2 separate regions of the Xenopus laevis genome follow, and region 2 is linked to region 1. Evidence: chromatin contacts called from public Hi-C data. All regions are on one chromosome and are shown on one strand. Each heading gives the region's core, a stretch centred on a gene start, on an enhancer-like site or on the middle of the called end of the contact. The rest is flanking DNA. Distances are from core to core; before and after follow the strand shown. Region 1 holds the start of foxk2.S (forkhead box protein K2-like). Region 2 overlaps foxk2.S (forkhead box protein K2-like).

The links. A called contact is a pair of places that touch in the nucleus more often than the background predicts.
Region 2: a contact with region 1 is called in a Hi-C map of the XTC cell line, with 4 times the contacts expected there. The contact joins the enhancer-like site here to the promoter of foxk2.S in region 1. A contact is called at or near these places in 3 of 4 Hi-C or Micro-C datasets (the XL177 cell line, the XTC cell line and animal cap).

What each region holds. Positions count from the first base shown.
Region 1 is chr9_10S:43,413,678-43,418,564 of Xenopus_laevis_v10.1, forward strand. It overlaps foxk2.S (forkhead box protein K2-like), which reads left to right and starts at 2,855. Exons shown (of 9, transcript XM_018238565.2): 1 at 2,855-3,268. The coding sequence starts at 2,961.
Region 2 is chr9_10S:43,453,262-43,458,590 of Xenopus_laevis_v10.1, forward strand. foxk2.S (forkhead box protein K2-like) reads left to right here. Exons shown (of 9, transcript XM_018238565.2): 4 at 255-401; 5 at 599-792; 6 at 2,502-2,677; 7 at 2,803-3,099; 8 at 4,484-4,693. Among protein-coding and RNA genes, the nearest start is that of wdr45b.S, 27 kb to the right of the region's middle. Within about 2 kb of position 2,935, at least 1 of the 7 cell types and tissues checked has an H3K27ac peak or open chromatin away from gene starts, as enhancers often do.

The sequences.
Region 1 (4,887 bases), core at 1,605-4,104:
AGGGGGTACATTAGCCCTTATAATACATGAGTGATACTCAAGAGTTCCCTGTATAACTCAGCCTGCAGCCTTGTGCCTTTATATGGCCACAGAACCCCTCAGTGACTACTAATATCCTTATAATTTACAGTAGGGGGTACATTATCCCTTTTAATACATGAGTGATACTCAGTTCTCTGTATAACTCCGCCTGCAGCCTTGTGCCTTTATATCAGGGGTCTCCAAACTTTTTGCAACGAGGGCCAGATTTGGTGAGGTGAAAATGTGCGGGGGCCGACCATTCAGCTCCCCAGCAGCATCAGGCCCAATGACAGTGCAGATCTCTCGCAGGCCCGGTCCCTCGCTCCCCCGACCCCGAGCTGCTCACTATTCACAGTCACCGCCTCCATGAGCTCAGTGAGGAGCGGCACATCCCGGCGGTGCTCGGGGAGACTCAGCAGGAATTTGAGCTGCGTGATGCGGAGATCCGTGTTCTTGGGCAGCCCCTCCTCATCCAGGAGCAGTTTGTCATTACCTGCAGCGGGCCAAATAGATCGCGGGCTGCATTTGCCCTGCGGGCCGTAGTTGGACACCCCTGCTTTATATGGTCACAGAACCCCTCAGCAACCTCTAATATCCGTATCATTTACATTAGGGGCACATTATCCCTTAAAATACTCAATGTCCTATATAACTCAGACTGAAGCCTTGTGTCTTGATATGGTCACAGAACCCCTCAATTTCTTCTGATATTCTTATAATTTAAAGCAGGGGGTACATTAGCCCTTATAATACATGAGTGATACTCAGAATTCCCTGTATAACTCAGCCTGCAGCCTTTTGTAAGCCTTATGAAATGTGAAAATTTTGTTTGTAGGAAGGCTCCATCTCCTAAATTTAGAGTCTGGTTACTGGGAAAAAGTTTCTGCCTAAAACCAGGACCTTTAGATCTTAAGTCTAAAGTTGGCCATAGACGCACAGATAATATCGTATGTTCACACAATATTCGGTGTGTGTATGGTGGGAGTCGAGGTGACCGATATTGGCATAAGACTTGGATATCGGTCGGCTTGTGAGTAGAGCTGGCTGGAAAATTTTGATTGGGCACCTGAACATTGCCCATTGTTAGTGCTGAATCATCAGATACAGGTAGAATTCTATTGTTTCTACCTGTATATCTGACAATTCAGCTCTACACGTTTGTATTGAAACCAATGATCTTTCTTGGAAAGATTGTAAATTGTCACGTTAACGCTCTCCCAACTGAGCTTTTTAAGTGGGTTGAAGTGACCTTTAGCCTGACATATGATGTGGGACAAATTCCAATGGCCTAACATTGCAGTCTTTGTATTTTATTTGTTTCATGACTGGGCCCCAGTCTGAGTGGGTTCTACAATATAAGGAAGCACAGGGATGTCCAGCCTGACTACAGCTGTGTTATTACTACACTCCCAGCCTCCCCCACAGCCAAAGCAAGGCATTACTCCCAAGCTTACATGGAACACAGCAGCCCAGGGAACCAATACACCCCACAATTCTGCAGCTGCTGTTCCCACATCTTCCAACAACCATAGACGAGGGCCCACCGAACTCTGGAGCTGACTTTCCAGCTATTGTTGTTGAACTACAGCTCCCCTAATTGGAGCAGCCTCAATGCACAGCACCATGGGCGCAGCATTGACATTTGTACTCAGCTGTTACAATTACCCCTTAGAATCTGGGGGTTCGGGCAAATGCCACCCTACCCTTCCCCGTACCTATGCATTATAGGAAGGGTTGCCACTGGCTGGTATTTTACCGGCCTGTAGAGTTGCCACGTTTTCGGGGGAAAAAATACCGGCCTTCCTATATATTTATCTTTTTTCCCTATTGATAACATTGGGATCAACCATAATTTTTACCGGCCAGGCCCAGGATTAGATGGGGGGTTTGGGGCCCAGCGGGGCTATTGCCCCAGGGCCCCCCTGCTGCTCCGGAGCGGCGCATCTCTCCATACGCAAGTGGTGCCGGCTTTGTACATATGCGTGCAGTGTGACGTCAGTTTGCACGCGCGTCTCGCCGTCAGTAGGCACACGCAAAACTTTTATTTCACCGCGGCCCCCCACAAAGAGGGGTTTGCAACACTAAGAGGCAGTTCTGGGCCGGAGGGTCCCACCAAGTTTTTTCCCGGTGTCCCTCTGGCCCAATCCGACACTGGCCAGGCCTGTAAAATACCGGCCAGGTGGCAACCCTATCGGCCTGTCCGGTAAAAATGATGGTTGATCCCAATGTTATCAATAGGGAAAAAAGATAAATAAATAGGAAGGCCGGTATTGTTTTTGCAGAAAACGTGGCAACCCTACTTACAGAGGATCATTTCTATATGTATTACATAAAATCGAAGTAACTTTATTACAACAGAGTTAATTCGAGGTAACACGTGGGGAAAAAAAAAAACCACGCCCTCCGATTTTCCCGGCATGCCCCTGGAGTCTGGTTCATAGTTCTATGCGGATACGGTCGCTCCACGAACTACCGCTGGATGGAACACGTTTGTTATTATTGTTTACTCTGTCTCTGTCCTTCAGAATTAGGATACACCCCGCGGCCGCCATGCTGCTCTTAAACTCCGCCTCGCTTCTCTCTTAAACTCCGCCCCGCCCACATTGCAGGCCCTCTTTCCTCGGCCCTCCTAAGCCTACTCAAACTCCGCCCTCTGCCGTCACAGCGCAACCAAGTTTCCACCACGCCCCCTCCGCCCTTGTCAATTCTCAGCGCGTCTCAACCAAACATGAAAGCTCCGCCCTCCTCGCCTTCTCTCCCTGACATCTTCCCTGAGGCGGTCCTTCCTATTGGATACCGCTCGCTCTGCAAGTTCGGTTGCGCCTGGCCTCCCCCCCTTTTTTTTTTTTCTCCCTTTTCTCTTGCTGGCTTTACGGGGTCGGAGCCGCCGCCGGAGCTCCCGTCACCTCCGGTCCCCTCCCTCTCCCCCCGCGCGCAAGATGGCGATCGCGGTGAGCGGGGTTGCGGTGCCGGTTGTAGCCCGGCTGGAGGGCCGCGAGTTCGAGTATTTGATGAAGAAGCGCTCGGTGACCATAGGCCGCAACTCGTCGCAGGGCTGTGTAGATGTCAGCATGGGCCACTCTAGCTTCATCTCCCGACGCCATCTGGAGATTTTCACTGGCGGCAGCGGAGATGGGGACGACGCAGACGTCGGAGACTTCTACCTGCGATGTCTGGGCAAGAACGGAGTCTTCGTGGATGGGGTGTTCCAAAGGAGAGGGGCCCCACCGCTGCAACTACCCCGAGTGTGAGTCACGTGGGGGGCTGTTTGTAAGCAGAGGGGGAGGGGCTGTGACAGGAGGGGGAGGGGTCCGGGGGTAACTTGGTTGCGTCATTGCGGGGTACAAATAACTGCCCCGGGGGTTAGTTCGTGTGGCGCATTGGCTCATATTGGTCGTCATGACAATCTCATATTACGACTCATCCACAACTTTTAGAAGTTGAATAATTTCTAGCAGTATATATATATATATATATATTGCATCTTCCTTAGGCCCAGGTCTGCCTGAGATTCCTCTATTATTGGTAGACACATGGGCCGTGGGAATTTGCAGCTGTGACGTGTAGTCTTTACTGGGGGGTAGTGTATCTTGTCAGGGGGTAGCCTTGTTCTGTTGTGTCTGGCAATCCCAGTTGGGGGTTAAATGAAGACTTGTTGCCCTCTTCTGGCAAGTGTCAGCTGAGGCATGCTGGGAAGTTTGTTGGTAAACAACTGGAGGATTGGAAGTGCCACTACGTCTCGCACCCTCCTTTTATTGGTCTCTGAACGTGTTATTCCCACAAGTGTATTGATCTGGGCAAATGTAGATGTTCAGTGGGAAGGACTCCGTCATTTACTTCCCCAGGAGTTTGACTATTAATGATTTATGTGGCAGTTAGTGATGTGCCCTGCAGTTGGTCTCTGGCAGCCGGGCGGTGATTGGGCAAGGGATCATTTTATGTTTTTAAATTGGATGTTATTGACTAATACAAGGCCTGTGAGGCCCCCGAAACGTTGCCCTTTGTCTACTTGAATTGGAGCCAATAAATGCCACGAATAGAAACACATTCATCTTGTCAGTGTGCCGCAGTGCTTTGGACTCTGCATTGACTAATACAAGGGTCCCAACCTTTTTATTTATTTATTCATTCATTTTTACCTGTCAGCCTTTTTTAATTATTAAAATTTGGGGAGCAACACAAGCATGACAAAAGGTTCCTAGGGGTCGCACAATAACGGCTGCAATTGGTGATTTTGTAGTCCCGATGTGGACTGGCAGAGTTTATGCCTCCGGAAGCTTGCTGCTAAGCCAGACATCTAAAGATGAACACCCCCTTTGAGGCCACTTGGAGAAACATCAGAGGATTTGGTAAATAACATGTTTCTTGTGAGTGTCTGGTTGGAGATCACTAGAGTAAGATATCAGGTGTATGCTGGTAGTGGCTTATAGAATCAGGTAATAATAGACTGGCACTGTACTGTTCATTTTATCGCGCCAGTCATTATAAAAGTATTTGTTACACGGATGACAAATGTCATGGGGTTCGAGATGTTGGCTAAGGGGAAACTGTATATTTGGATAAGTGGGAGAGGACACTAAGCCCTTTATAGAAATGCAGTTAAAGAGAGGCCTGGTTTGTATGTAAGTCCAAAGCCACCAAAACAAACTCTTGGTGCACTTTCTTCACTACGTATACTCACTCATACTTTTATTGTGTGCATCACATGGCAAGGCTACAGAATCATAGGCCATGCTGTGTTTACAATCTCCTCTTTCACAATGCACTTCTCCCACTTCCTCATGATATCTCTGTGTATGTACATAGCATATAATAGTGCAAGAGCTGCAAAATGCAGCGTCGGCCAGCGTGGATATATATATATAT
Region 2 (5,329 bases), core at 1,685-4,184, 40 kb after region 1:
TTGGAACAATCCTCAATTAATGATTCAGTTACACCGAATTAGCAGCATGCATTTCATGACTGTTGGGTCTGTTGGTTTTCTCTTACTTTACTACACCTACTAGTAAATATAATTTCTACCAAAAACAGTGACAGATCAGCTTAGTGATGTCAAACTGCTATTATTCCGAACACAATTGTAAATATGGGGTAACTTGCAACCAAAGTGTCAGTGTATTTATTCAATGCATATTGCCGGTTCTTTGTCTCCCACAGGATGATTCAAAACCTCCTTACTCCTATGCACAGTTAATAGTCCAAGCAATTACCATGGCTCCTGACAAACAGCTCACTTTAAATGGGATCTATACTCACATAACGAAAAACTACCCATACTACAGAACAGCAGATAAAGGCTGGCAGGTAAGTTTGAGGCTATGTCTACTTCAACATTTATGTTTGCATAATTGAAACTGATTTTATTCACCTCTGGATCTGTTTGTTCTAAGTCTGGAATTTCATCTTCTTATTTTGCTCCTTTATGAAGGCTTTATGACTTGAAATCAGTTTGTTGGACTTGGCTGTAATTAACACAATGTGAATTTTTCTGTGTCCCATAGAATTCCATCCGACACAACCTTTCTTTGAACCGATACTTTATCAAAGTCCCCCGATCCCAAGAGGAGCCCGGCAAGGGTTCATTCTGGAGGATAGACCCAGCCTCAGAAAGCAAGCTAGTAGAGCAGGCGTTTAGGAAACGAAGGCCTCGAGGCGTGCCCTGTTTCAGGACTCCCCTTGGGCCGCTCTCCTCCAGGTAAGCAAGCAAGCAGATTAATCATTTTTATGTAGCTTTGCATATTTGTATGCTAGATTCTTACTGCTTGGTTGCTGCTAAACCCTTCTCTGCACATGTCATCCATTTTCATTAGAGCAAAATACAATGGCCATGTCTAGAGAAGATAAGGTTACTCCTAATCATCTGCACTGCATATGCAATTGCTTCTAGTTAGGAGCTGAACTTCCTGAAAGGTACTGCACTCGGCAGTTGACTCCACAGTGCTCTGCAGATTTACTCTGAGTTGTCTTTATGCTACTATATGTGTCTATATCGTTCGTGGTGATAATAGCCTCTGGAAAAGGACTTTGGCTATGGGATAGCAAGTAACCGTAGAGAGAGATGGTGTCTATATTAGCAGTGGGATAATGGTCCCCGGGAAGGGACTGTTACTGTAGGATAACAGGTATAGTACGGAGAGATGGTGCCTATAGTAGCAGTGGGATAATAGTCTCTGGGAAGGGACTGTGGCTTTGGCATAGCAGGTATAGTAGGGAAAGATGGTGCCTATAGTAGCAGTGAGATAATAGTCTCTGGAAAAGTACTGTAGTTGAGAAATAGCGGGTATAGTAGGGAGAGATGGTGCCCATAGTAGCAGTTGGGATAATAGTCTCTGGGATTGGACTGTCGCTGTGGGATAGTAGGTATAGTAGGGAGAGATGGTGTCTATAGTAGCAGTGGGGTTAGCCTCTGGGAAGGGACTGTGGCTGTGCAATAAAGGGTAAAGTAGGGATAGATTGTGCCTATAGTAGCAGTGGGTCAATAGTCTGGGAAGGGACTGTGGCTGTGGGATAGTAGGTATAGTAGGGACTGTGGCTGTGGGATAATAGGTATAGTAGAGAGAGATGGTGCCTATACTAGTAGTGGGATAATAGTCTCTGGGAAAGGACTGTGGTTGTGGGCTAGCAGGTATACTCGGGAGAGATGGTGCCTATAGTAGCAGTGGGGGGGGATAATAGTCTCTGGGATGGGACTATGGGATAGCAGCTATAGTAGAGAAAGATGATGCCTATAGTAGTAGTGGGATAATAGTCTCTGGGAAAGGACTGTGGCTGTGGGAAAGCAGGTATACTTGGGAGAGATGGCAGCTATAGTAGCAGTGGGATAATAGTCTCTGGGAAAGGACCGTGGCTGTGGAATAACGGGTATAGTAGGAGAGATGGTGCCTATAGTAGCAATGGGGATAATAGTCTCTGGGAAGGGAATGTGGCTGTGGAATAACGGGTTATAGTAGGGAGAGATGGTGCCTGTATATCAAGCTTTCTAGGTTTACCCACATGGCATGAAGCATTAGTCAGTGTTGTCCTATAGTCTGGCAGCTCTCCTGCTAAGTCTGTTCTGTCTTGCTGAACCTCCCACGCACATTTAGTCACTTGGTTTAATAGCACTTGCTATCTGGTAGCAGAAGGTTGTGTTACATGTTATGTGCTGAAGCTGTTGTCTAGTTATCCAGCATGTAATGGCCTTCCCAAGGCAGCATAGCTCTGTGTGGGAGATGGCCGCCAGGATAGTGAGTAATAAGTAAGGAGAGACCTTAGCTCCCTCTGCTGTCTTTTATTGGTAGTACGGGAGGGACAATAGCTATAAATGTATTCTTGTGTTGTTGAGGAAGCATGCATTTGGTCAGTGAGTTGCATATGAGCCAGTATAAATGTTTATTTTTCTCCAATCTATCACTTTGGCCACAGGAGTGCACCAGCATCTCCAAATCACGCTGGAGTTTTGTCCGCTCACTCCAGTGGTCTACAGACACCAGAAAGTTTGTCCAGGGAAGGATCCCCTATCCCTCTGGAGCCCGAGCCTAGCGCTATCCAGCCAAAGCTAGCAGTGATCCAGGAAGCACGCTTTGCACAGAGCGCTCCAGGTAAGAGTCAAATGCATGCATTGATTGGCTGTGCTGCTACATAGTCTGTTGAGTTACTATTTAGAAATGTTAATTTCAGTTTCATAGGGCACAGCCTTCTGATTGCAATATTTCCTTTTGTTCAGGGTCTCCTCTCTCCAGTCAACCAGTCCTAATCACTGTGCAAAGGCAGCTCCCCCAATCCATGAAACCCGTCACTTACACAGTGGCTGCCCCAGTGACCACTGCCACATCGCAGCAGGCAGTCATGCAGACTGTACACGTCGTGCATCAGATCCCAGCCGTTTCCGTCACAAATGTAACGGGCCTGGCCCCTATCAACACCTACACTGTCGGAGGGCAAACAATGGTCACTCAGGCTGCTCTGATGGCCCAACCAAAGTTAGAGCCTCATGAGAACGGAGACCACAAAGAGGTCAAAGGTAGGTGGGCATAGTATTCTACAGTGCCCCACGTCCAAAGCTTTTGCCTAATGAGCTTGAGATGCACTTGCTATAGACAACCGATAATGTCAAGAAAATTAAAGGGGATATGGCAAAAATGAAAATTTAATATAAGCGTCAGCATACTAAAATATGAAACTTTGTAAATTAAAAATTCTGTACCGTTTCTGAAATAATCAAGTTTATCTTCACTATTCCTCTCTCAGCATCTGTTTCTCCTCATTCTGTCTTCATTCAGGAGTTGGGTGTCAGATGAATTATCAAATATACCTTATATGGGGGCTCCTTTTGCCTAGAAGATGTATTAGAGCTCCCTCTATTAAAATCACCAGAAATGCTGTCTCTCTACATGCAGAATTTGTACAAAGGGCAGTTATTTTGTTTGTACTGGAATCGGTTATTTGAGCAAGCTCTAATACATCTGCTTGGAAAGTGAGCCCCCCCATAATATTTGAATATAAACAATATAAAATATTTCAGAAACAATGCAGAATATTTAATTGATTGTATTTAGAAAAGTTTCTTACTTCAGTATGAGGAAGCTTGTATTACATTTTCATTTTCGCAATAGTTCCCCTTTAAAGACAGAAAATGAAAGGCCGACACAAATAACTAATTCTTAGGGGGAATATTAGGGGGAGTGCAATAAACCTCTTAAAGGACCAGTAACATCAAATTTCTTTTTTTAAAAAAAAAATTCATTAGTATACAACGAAAAAAAAAAAACACAAAGATAAATGAAACTTTGAAATCAGTCTTTATTAAGAAATAACTTACCTTAACTCTGCTTGCGCTCCTCTTCAGAAAATGTGATCCATTGTGCGGCACTCTATTTCTCCTCCCTGCTTTCCTTATAGGAAATAGTCAGGGAAGAGAAATCGAGCACTGCACAATGGATCGTCACACTGTCGCCTTTTCTGAAGAGGAGCGCAAGCTGAGTTTCACCTTTAAATGTGCCACTGACCTCCCGAAAATCCTGTTAAAAGAGGACTTATCTGGCATCATCTGAAAGATAAGCCATTTTTTACCTTAAGTCCTACTGTAGAGACGTAGCGGTTCCCCCCCCCCCAGACTTCCTGAACGACAACACAGACAACTGCCAATACAGCCCCATTTGCACATGCAGTACCTGTTAATAAAATGCCAGTGCAATGGAATTGGTGGCTGCCATCTCTGGCCATTTGGCGTAATTATTCAAATTTCTGGAGCATTCACTTTTAAAGTCTGGACCAGCTCAGTTTCACATATGTCTGTTCCTGGTAGCCATGGAGCTAGAAAGGAAGTGGCCAGAGATGGCAGTTTCCAGGTGATGCTTTTGCAGGTGTGCCTTTTGTTTCCTTACTCTGCTGTTCTTTATTTTCAGTTAAAGTAGAAACTATCCCTGCTATTGGTCACCCCGCACTTACCACAGCAAGTCGCATCATACAGACCTCATCGTCGGCACCCCTCCAGACGGTTACTATAGTCCAACAGACTCCTTTAGGTCAACACCAGCTCCCAATCAAAGCAGTCACACAGAACGGGACACACGTTGTACCCATCACCACTGCCATTCAAGGGCAGGTCACAACAGGTAAGAACATATTTCTGACCAGCAGCTCTCTCCTAATACTAGCTTGCCATTAACACACAGATACAGCAAATTCAATCAGTGATGCTTTCCTCAATACTAGGGAAATCCAAAGTGGCTCATTATGAGTTCTGTAGTGGAGGAGAGTTTGCCTTTAACTAATTGCTGCCTGCTAGAAGCTGAAGAATGGTATATGTGTATATGTGGCTATTAGGTGTAACTATACAGGCAGGTTTAGTGAAGCATAACTTACCTCATATGAAATATGGGACATAATAGATGGAAATTGCACCTTTTTCATATGCAGGGTTAACTTTGCACGTATTTCTCCTTAGAGTATCGTCTTCCAAGAACATTCCTTCTCTGTATATTTGGCTTTGTGCGTTTCCAGAACATTCTTTCTCTGTATGTTAGTATTCATTTCATATTGTGAGCTGCTGTATTCCTTGCCTTGGCTGAGATCACTGCGAGCTCTAAGCAGTGTAGCAGTTCTCAGTCCAGTAAAATACACACTTCTGTATAGGTACAAATATACTGTAAGGAAAGCAAATACTAAGGGAAAGACAATGGCAGCTCACACACGCGGAAATAAACATATACAGAGAAAGCAATGTCGTTGTGAAACCTTAAACTCTCCTA